Linked DNA regions of Gossypium hirsutum: region 2 is linked to region 1. A link is a contact called in public Hi-C data. All regions are on one chromosome and are shown on one strand. Each heading gives the region's core, a stretch centred on a gene start, on an enhancer-like site or on the middle of the called end of the contact. The rest is flanking DNA. Distances are from core to core; before and after follow the strand shown.

What was found. Hi-C and Micro-C count contacts between places; a contact is called where the count stands out from the background.
Region 2: a contact with region 1 is called in a Hi-C map of leaf, with 5 times the contacts expected there. The contact joins the enhancer-like site here to the promoter of LOC107950642 in region 1. A contact is called at or near these places in 5 of 34 Hi-C or Micro-C datasets (callus, hypocotyl, leaf and 1 more).

What each region holds. Positions count from the first base shown.
Region 1 is chrD01:50,020,144-50,025,465 of Gossypium_hirsutum_v2.1, reverse strand. It overlaps LOC107950642 (CTD small phosphatase-like protein 2), which reads left to right and starts at 2,746. Exons shown (of 7, transcript XM_016885524.2): 1 at 2,746-2,955; 2 at 3,851-4,058; 3 at 4,245-4,381; 4 at 4,615-4,699; 5 at 4,832-5,245. The coding sequence starts at 3,902.
Region 2 is chrD01:50,286,473-50,291,794 of Gossypium_hirsutum_v2.1, reverse strand. No RefSeq gene overlaps it. Among protein-coding and RNA genes, the nearest start is that of LOC121214243, 46 kb to the right of the region's middle. Within about 2 kb of position 2,579, at least 7 of the 9 cell types and tissues checked have an H3K27ac peak or open chromatin away from gene starts, as enhancers often do. A contact at or near this core is called in leaf, where this site is marked.

The DNA of each region.
Region 1 (5,322 bases), core at 1,497-3,996:
CAATTTTTCTCGTCTCTATATCTCCCGAGCTGCTTTTAGTTCTGTTATAAGTTGTTCATTTTAAGCGTTCCTTTGATTAGGGATGCTGTTGCTCTTATTACTTTTTGAAGTACCGCTCTTGTTGGGAGAATTGCTCTTCTAGATGTCGCAGTTTCTTTCGAGTCTCCAAGTCATGAGGCTGAAGGCCTGATGTTTACTAGTGAGAACATTAATCTAGCATAATGGGTTCGTTGTTGGTGGAGGAGGTGTGGCTATGAGATAGGTTACAACTTCTTGTAAATAGCGGCTATGTGATCAAAAAGCCTAGGAGGGATCATACTAGGTTGTGACTGAGGTGTTGCAACTGCTAGGAGAGTTGAATCAGTCAAAGGAGCAATTCCTGTTGATGCGACAAGAGTGGTAAAACTGAAGGCTAAAGGATCTTTCAGAGCCTTTACTAGTTGTTCCAAGGTAGGGAGAAAGACACTTACATACTACAACTGTACTCTAGTAGAAATAGAGGAAGAAGGAAGAGTTTGTGTAGAGCTCAAGCTAGCATAAATACTTGGGATAGGTGGTATGAGGGTGTTGAGTGGAACAGAAAAGTTGACTTGGTTAGTTAGGTTGTTGGTTTGGTTGGTTTGCTTAGTTGGGGTACTACTCTGGGATTGAGAGGGCCTGTCATTCATGTTCACCGCACCAATTTTTGATATTGGACTAAATAAGGAAATGATATAGATGAGAGAAGAAAGGTTGTTGAAAAGGTCGGTTCACTCAATTAGGTTGGAGAGCTGGAGGCTATAGAGAATGATGGTGGAAATAGTTTGAAGGCCGAGGGCTGGGAGAATATTGAGAGAGTATAGGCTTAGTATTCTTAAAGGGTCAGTCCTCTATTCATCGTTCTTGGGGATATTTATAGGCAAGTGTCCTTTGCAACATGGCATTAATGTGTTGGACTTGCTATCTAGCCATCACTACTAAGCATGTAGGGGGATATCTTTAATTGGACGAGGATGCTTGTGATAGGGTAGATCTTGTCTTCCCTTCTAACTCTGATAGGATAAAACAATTGAGCTCACATGATGTTTGGTAACCAAACGATTTCATGTTCCTATTGAAGACTGAGCCATCCGTTATCTGGATAGTCCCTTCAAGAAGGTGAGTTTATACGTGTCTTCCCGGCTCTCTGAAGGTAAGCTTATTGTTCAAACGTCTCCTAGGCTTGCCATATGTCTTGTCGCAGATAGTGGTATAATAGGACCGAATTGATAGAATGTGTAAGTATTGATAATTAAATGTGTTGTTATACTAATTAAAAAAAGACAATGTCATAATTATGTAGTTTATATCAATATTTATTACTTATTTACAAAGTTATTTTTAAATAATTTTCTAATTGAGTTTTTTTTGTGTATATAATGCCTAAAAATTAGACCATAACTCTCCTCAACCCTTAAATAGGAGGATAAATGTGTTTTCACATATTTGAACTCACTCACAACAATGCTGATGCCAATCGAGATAAAACTCAATTGGCTTATAATAAAAGATTTTACAATAGAATAGATAGATACTATAAATGTGGATAAATATATATTAGAGTAATTTGTAAATTATAAAAAAATAAAGTATTTTTACATTGAGTAATAAAATTTTAAAAATATATATCGTAAAAAATGAACATCTATATTACTATTGAAGTCTTTGATTGAGTTGATGTCACAAGTCAATCGGGCACCAACTTGATTTGAAAAATTACGGAAATATTCTTTCGTAATTAAAATAAGTTATATTATTTGAGAGAACTTTAGTTTTTATTTTATTTTATCAAAAACTAATAAGAATATGCATATAGTTTGATTTGAATCTACACTAATTAGATTAATAAAACTTTATTCTAATGTTATTCATACATTTTTATTTTAATATGCACAATTTATTACCTCCATCAATTGTATATATTAATAATGTTGTTTGAGATGATGTCACAAATTAACTCGACATCCACTTAAGATTGATGACAACACACTGTGATAAATAATTGCATTCATTTAGTATTCTTAATTTGGTGTATTCATGTGTTTATGTTTCATTTTACTTAGAATTTAATTTGATATTTTATTTTTAAGATTGTACATATTTCATTTATTATTAATTAATTTTAAATTATACATTTCATTATTTATTATATATTATTTTTAACACAAATCTATATTCTATATAATAGAATTTTTAGTATTTATATTAATTTTCATTATCAAAATGAAGTTTCTCATAAAACTATATTATCTAACAAGCTAAATTTAGCAAATAAAAGTGTACATTAAAGGCGTGGGGGGTGGGGGTGGGGGTGGGGTTGGGGTTAATTAGGAACTACGGAACTAGAGAAAAAATTTGGGCTCACGAAATTAATTTAATAAGTATAGGCATCCTTAAAGAAGCAACATAAAAATTGTAAGCGCCTGCGGACGTAAAATAAAATTTAAAAAGGGAAAGAAAAACAAATTAAAATATCTCCCTCCACTCTAAATTAGAAACGTCTTCAGCGGCGTCGTTTTAAGCTTGGTAGAGCTCAATTCTTACTCTCCCAATCATAATCACTCGCCATGTCTTAAGGCCACGTTATCCAATTAAGTATTGTGCAGCGCGTACCTTCCTTTCAACATCAATCGCGAGTAGGTGATTTTCTGATAAGAACATGTATTTTGAAAAATATTTTAATGAAAAATAAACTAAAATTCCATTTTTATTTTATTTTTCTATCTAACCTATTATTCAGGCAAAAAAGAAAAAAAAAATCGATCCTCCTCTTCGTTTTCCCTCTCTTTCCCCGTCTTTGGAGGGAAAGCAAATTTCCAAAGAAACCAAAACACCCAAAACTAAGCTCCTTCCTTCTAATTCTAACAAAATTTAGGGTTCTACTTACTCATTTTTGCACCTCTCTTTGTCTCCATTTTTGTTATTTTATCTTATCTGGTAAGCAATTTTCTTTCTTAGCTTAAGTTACTAAATAGCTCAAGTTCGTTGGTTTAGTTGTTGCTAACTGCTTTGTTTCCATGACCTTTCTCTCTCTCTAGGGTTTAAATTTTCGTTCATGCAAACACTATTTTACATTAAGTTAATTGCTCCGTTTTTGTACTGGTTCGACGATCCTTGTTGGAATGAATAGGGTTTAGTTGATTTGATGCATTTCTCTATCTCTGGATTTTGTTTGCAAAAATTTGTAGCTTTAGTGTTCTATTTGGGGGAGCTGGTGTGTGTTAGGGTTTTAAATTTTTGTCCTCATTCGATGATTTAAGTGGAATGGTTTGCTCTAGTTTTCTTCATCCAAATCTGCAATGTTCATTCTGGATAATGTCCTATTATGGTTTTCATGTAGATGTGGATTGTTTTCACACTAGTAATTTGCTGTTCTTTCGGGTCCTTTGTATTTATCATGTTGAAGTTGGCTTGAATGTTGTAGGGAAGTTTGAATTCTTAAGGGACTATAGTGTGGTAAGTTAATATTCCAGAACCAGAGCCTGGATTTTGTACACAAAAATTAGGTGAAGAATTCTGGTATGATCTGGTTTTGATTGTCAACGATTTTAAATGGGAAAGGCTCAGTTGTTTTTTTTTTTTTTCACGAGATTGCTTACATATGCTAGGAGTCTTTCAGGATAATTTGCTTTATTTAAAAAAAATATTTTTAAATAAAAGTTACTAAAGATTTTACATGGCTTTTATTTTAATTGTTTCAGTCGACAGTAAACAGCCAGAACGTAGTATGACAGATTGACAGAAGTTCAAGTTTATTTCTAAAATTTTAGTGTATTCTAAATGCTTTGAAATCTGAATCATAACGCTGGACATTTAAATTATTTATTTCAAGTACGCTGGGTAGTGATAGTATCCTGAAGATTGGGGTGAAACTCTTGGTCCAATGCAAACAAAGAAAAGAATTTCTGGAAGAAATGCTTCCCGAGATCATACCAGTCCCAAGGCTTCAAGAGCTGAGAAGAAGATATCTGAAAAGGTACAAGGTCCAGAGAAGAAAGTAACAGAGCTAATTACATCTTCTGTTAGGAAGCAAAAACCTGGTATGTTGCTAATTTTACCTCATTATTCGTTTAATTAGAAGGCAAATGTTGCAGTGATAATGCTTTACATGTTCTTGATTTTGGCAAAATTAAAATTCTTTTGATAGTTTTAATTTGTGGTTTCCAAGTCAAAGTCTGTATTTAACTGTCAAATTTGCTATGTTAATAAAATTTATGAAATTTCAGCCAGAGCATTCCCAAAGAAAAATGAAGTGCCTGATGGAGCTACAAATTTAAATGCTAGATATGGGTTGTCGCATGATGATGCTTCTGATGCTTGTCTGGGGTTTGATGTGGTTAATGGTGCTCATGTAGATCAGAAGGTAATTTGTCTAACTCTTTTCTTATTTTCTTTATATTATTTAGCCTCTTTGTGGTTGCAAAGGGATGGGAGTGATTGACTATGACGCTTTATCTTAATTTTACTCAAAATGACTTTTGCCTGTGTCAGTTAATTAGGAAGATGTGAAGTTCCTATGAGAAAGCAATTAAAGAAAAATAAAAGGAAACCATCTATGCTGTTGAGATTTTGCTTATTTCTTTAATTGTGTTGCAGGGCACTGATCACCATATGTCAGGTACCATATTTTCCCCTGGCTTTCACATATCTAAGATTTGCGGATCAGAGATTGCAGGTGCAGGTAGGTTATTTGTGTGTGTTTGCACGCATATGAATTGTAAGACCTATTATGCGCTCTTTCTTTTATGTGATCTTAATGCATATATTAATTATCCTATTTAGTTTGACTTTGTCAAATTCTTTTGGAGGTAAGACTCAAAAATCCATCAAGATCGGGGAATAGAGGATTCACAGGTTGATTTGCTGGGTGCTAATATCACTGGAGAAACTCTTAAGTCTACTTCTGAAGCAGAGATGCTTGTTGTGGACACGGATCCTGTGATTTGTACTGCAGATTCTGGAGCTGTCCTTTCATCTGAAGTTTCAGCCATATACCTGGCTATGAAAAACTCAAAATTGGAATGTATTGATGAGTATGGTCAAGATTCTATGTCAACTGATGTTTGTGTGGAGGATGAATACTATGAGGAATTTGATGACTTTGATCCTTACTTGTTTATGAAGAACTTACCGGAGCTGTCATCTGTTATTCCTGCTTTCCGGCCTGTGCTGCTACCCAAGCAGACCAGAAGTTGCCCTCCTACCACTCTTGTCTTGGACTTGGATGGTGAGAATACTTTTGGATAATTAAATTGGATGAACTTTTATGCTTCCAGTTGCAATTTTCTCAGTACTTTTAAAATC
Region 2 (5,322 bases), core at 1,330-3,829, 270 kb before region 1:
AGGACAATCAAAAACTTACAGAATCATATTCTAGAGATGAAATTATAGAAGCTATTTTTGAGATGGGACCATCGAAAACACCAGGGCAAGATGGATTTCCAGTATTATTTTATCAAAAGTGTTGGCAGATTGTTGGAGATGATGTCATAGCTTTTTTTCTACAAATTCTAAACGGAAATATGGAGGTTAGTCCGATAAACTCTACAAATATAGTGCTTATGCCAAAAGTCAACAACCCATTAACTATAATGCAATTTAGGCCAATAAGTTTATGCAATGTACTTTATAAAATTATAGCAAAGGTACTAGCAAACAGATTTCGAAGTGTTATTGGCAAATGTATTGATGAAGCCCAAAATGCTTTTGTGCCAGGCAGGTTAATATCAAATAGTGTATTACTTGCTTATGAAATATTGCATAAGCTAAAGCAGAAGAGAACGGGAAAAAAAGATTTATGGCCGTTAAACTCGATATGAGTAAAGTTTATGATAGGGTTGAATGGAGTTTTATAGAGGAGATTATGATAAGGATGGGGTTTGATTTTAGTTGGGTAAATGCCATTATGAAATGTGTTTCATCCGTTGCTTATTCAGTTGTCATAAATGGGCACAGAGGAGATAAATTTATGCCAACTAGAGGACTTAGATAAGGCGACCCATTAAGCCTGTTTTTATTCCTGATATGTGGTGAAGGTTTATCGAGCTTACTGAGGTTAGCAATGAAGAGAGATCGTCTCAAAGGAATACGGTCCGCAGGTATCTCATCTTTTATTTGCTGATGGTTGCATACTGTTTAGAGAGGCAACGAGGAGGGGTGCAAACATCATAAAGGATATTCTGTGCGAATTCAAAGTTTGCTCAGGACAATGTGTAAATTTCGATAAATCAACGATATTTTTCAGTAAAAACACATTGGAGGATAGGATACAGGTGGTAAATGTGTTAGGGGTATGTAGGACAAGTGAACCTGAAAGATATTTAGGGCTACCCAATATGGTGGGGCGAAAGAAAAAAGAAGCTTTTCAGAGTTTAAAGGATCGAATCAAAAAACGTATTGATAACTGGAGTAATAGGTTTTTATCACAAGGAGAGAGAAATTTTTGCTAAGGCCATTCTACAAGCTATTCCAACTTATTCTATGGCATGCTTCTTATTGCCGAGAGCTCTTTACGATGAAATGGAGAGTATTATAGCAAGATTCTGGTAGCAGAAAGGAAGGGGTAAAAGGGGAATTCATTGGTGCACTTGGAAAAACCTTTGTTTGCTAAAATTAAATGGTGGCTTAGGTTTTCGAGATCTTAGTCAATTTAATATTGCGTTATTAGCTAAACAAGGTTGGCGTCTCATTAATTTTCCAAATTCTTTATTAGATAGAGTTTTGAAAGCTAAATATTTCCCAAAGTCAAGTTTCTTAAATGCAGAGTTGGGGAATTTACCTTCATTTACCTGGAAGAGCATCTGGGCAGCAAGAGGACTACTCCAAAGAGGATTGGGTTGGAAAGTTGGTAAAGGTAATAGCATTTCTATCTGGGAAGACAACTGGATTCAGGGGATCAATAAGGTGGATGAACATAATAGAACAAACAGAAGGGAACTACAGTTAGTTTCAGACCTCATTGATAATTCAAGCAGAATATGAAAGTTAGACTTAATTAATAGTACCTTTCAAGAAGATACTGCTCGGAAGATTCTACAAATTCCCCTGGCAGAGACCGAACATGAGGATATTCAGGTGTGGAGTGGAGAACTATCTGGTGAGTTTTCAGTACGTAGTGCTTATAAATTATTACAAGATGCTTCTACAGCCAATGACTACTTACTACAGACCGAAATAAAAAAATTTTACAAAAAATTATGGAGCCAACAATTGCCTTCAAAAATTGAAATTACAATTTGGAGGATTTCATGGGATTATATCCCTCATCTTGGTAATCTCAGTTTGAGGAGGGTCATTTCAACTGCCTGTTGTCCACGGTGTTATTCTGGAGTAGAAGAGAGTCTTAATGTTTTCCGAGAGTGTCCTTTCACAAGAGAAGTGTGGCAATCATTAAATTTATCATGGGTCATGAAGAATACGAGTCAGAATACATGGGAGTGGCTAACCTGGGTTTTCAAGAACAGCAACTATTACCAGTGTCGGCTTTTCTGCTATGCGTTATGGTTGATATGGACCTTTAGAAACAAACTCATTCACGAGGGGAAAAATTCAACAGGAAGGGGATTAGCTCAGAATATTCAAAGACATATGGCAGAATATGAAGGAATAAATGCTGTGAAGAAAACTGAGAAAATTTTCAAGAGTCACAGAATACAGGAAAATGTACCGAGAATATCGATCAAATTTGATACAGCACTGGACAGTAGAACCTCCAAATCAGCGACTGGATTAGTAGGTTGGGATATGAGGGGAAATCTACTAGTGTTAAAAACAGTTATCCATAGAAATGTCCCCTCACCATTCGCGGTAGAGGCATATGCATGTTTAGAAGGCATGAAATTAGGGATTGCATTAGGATCTCAGTCAGTTAGAATTATGGGAGACTCAAAAACCGTCATAAAGAAGAGCAAGGCGACTTCAACAGACAAATCGGTAATAGGTGCCATTATAAAAGATATTCAAACAAGAAATCCTTTTTTCAAGATCTTACTTTTAAGCACATCCATAGATCAGAAAACACACATGCACATGGTCTAGCAAAGAAAGCTCTTGCGAAAGAAGAAAACATTTACCTGATAGGAGAAGAACTGGAACGTCATATTTCAACCTTGGATGAAGATTGGCAAAGAAATCCGGATTGAAGAAATGGGTGAAGGAGCAACATCCAATACAGATAGCTTAATGATGTTTAAATCTGTAGAGAAGAGCTATCGACACAACAGATGGGACCTTGGAAATGACTCTTCAATAGCCTTTATGGTTTCCAGCTGTTCTGATTATTGACTGGGATAGGATTTCGTTCGGTTGATTTTAATTTCATTTAATGCTTTTGTTTTTCTTTTTAATTATCTAGGTTTTTGATAGACGTTTTTAGAGGGTTGTCTTTTTCTGATTGTTTAGGCCGAAAATTAGGTTGTTTCTTTTTCTGTTTATTGCTTTGACTTGGGCCCTTTGATTTGAGCTGATTGGATTATTCTTTTTAATTCATAATAAATACCCAGTCATTCTTTCAAAAAAAAAAGTTGTTGTAGTCGTATATAATATAAATTTCAGCCTATAAATAGGCCTTAGTTAATCTAGGTTTTATAACAACAAAATATTTAGATTGAGAGAATTTTATTATTTGTTTTGAAGGGTTTTTCTTGTGGGGCTTCAGGTTTTTCTTTTAATTCTCTTCGTCTTTTGTACTCTCCTTTATTATAGTGAAATTCACTTTTGTCTATGATTTTTTATCCTCTTTTGATGAGTTTATTCACGTAAAATTTGCGTGTTCGATATTTTCAATTCTTATTTTCTTCACTTTATTCGTTGTTTAAATGGGTAAGTCACCAATAGTCAAAATAAAAAGTATAATTATAAACAAAGTAATCAAAGAAAATTTTTAAAAATTTAAACCATTCATGAATGAAAAGATTCAATTTCAATATTAAATTTAAAAAAATGACGTTTTTTAAAGTAAAAAAAAATCATTCATTCCATGATATTAAAAACAATAATGTGCATACAAATCTCTTTAAGGTAAAAACTGAAAATATATAAGATATAGATTATAACGTTAATATATAATTAACCACTACAACGAAGCAAAGAATAAATTTTAACGGTTACAAAAAAAATTAAATCTAAAAATAGTTAGAGAATATTAATTTTCAATACTAACCTATTAATATATATTATTTAGATATTAATATCAATAAAATGAAAATTAATAAAAAACCAAAAAAATAAAATATTTATAGAGTTTTTAGAGAAAAGATTTTTTTGGGAGACGTTTAAGCTTTAGAAAAATATTTAATGCTAATTGAAAATCAAATATTTTTATCAATAATATTTAAAACTCAATTGAGTATATCTATAGATTAAAAATAAAATGTTTTTTCTTTAAAAAAAATAAAACACTTTTTTAAGAAAGAATTGAAAATATATATTAAGAATAGATATAGATAATTGTAAAAGACACTTTTAACCTTATTTAATCCTAATGACTCTTTAGAGCTGAAAATATATTATATTAGGAATATTAGACCTTTTGCGTGGTTTGATTATATATTAAAATATTTTTATAAAAAAATAGCAATAAATTTTAATAATTTAACTTAAATTAATTAATCAAAATAAATTTGAAAGAGAATTTATATATGGTTTATACGCAATCACACTTAGACTTAACATTTAAAATTTCAATACCAACTTTTACTAATACAATTAAAATTTGAATCGCGAATCTTTAAGAATATATGAGAAAAGTTATTTTTCTTTGTATATACAAATTCTATTTAGTCTATTTGTACCAAAAATTATAAGTTGATGTAATTTATAATTCTTTAATGTTATAGTAATATTTTATAGTAAATTTTAGTAATAAATTTTTTGATTGTTTAAGATGGATTTTAGTAATACAATTTTGGTTTATTTTCAAATTAACCCCTAAATTATATTTTGATTTTTAAATTAGTATTTAAAGTATTTTTTCATTAAATGATACTAAACTGTCAAATTTATCTCCCTTTATTTCAAGGTCAAATAAATCATTTTCTATTCTCTTGAACAATCAACTATACTATTTGCTTAGATTTGCCCTCTAACAACTTACAAAAAAATGAAAGCTTCTGCAATGGTAGCATTAAAAACAAATATATATATACATATATAAAGAAAAATTGTAACTTACAAAAAAAAAGAATTTAAAGAAAAAGTAATTGATAAAAAAACCAAGCATAACTAATTAGTTATAAATTAAAAATCACCTAATTGGCTATGAAAAGAACATTTTAAAGTTAAATTAATTCATTAAAATTGTAAAATATAACCATTAAAAATTAAAACATAACTAACAAGCACCGCTTTATTTATTCCAAATAACCAAAGTGGATATGGATAGATATAAGCCATAAAAATATTGTTTTATTCATTATCCTATTGATAATATATTTATGCAACGTCATATATAAATAGATCAAAATATAGCACCAAGAAACATAATCTTAATAGCATGAGCTTTCATATCCTAACTCAATTCCTTGTTAAAATTTGTCACTAACTCAAGAAATATCAATGTACAATATTTCATACATGCACATTCCCTTATAGTAAATTAATGAAAATCATAGCTAACATTCTTTATGAAGAATTACAAAAACTAAAAAGCAAACTTGAAATAAAGAA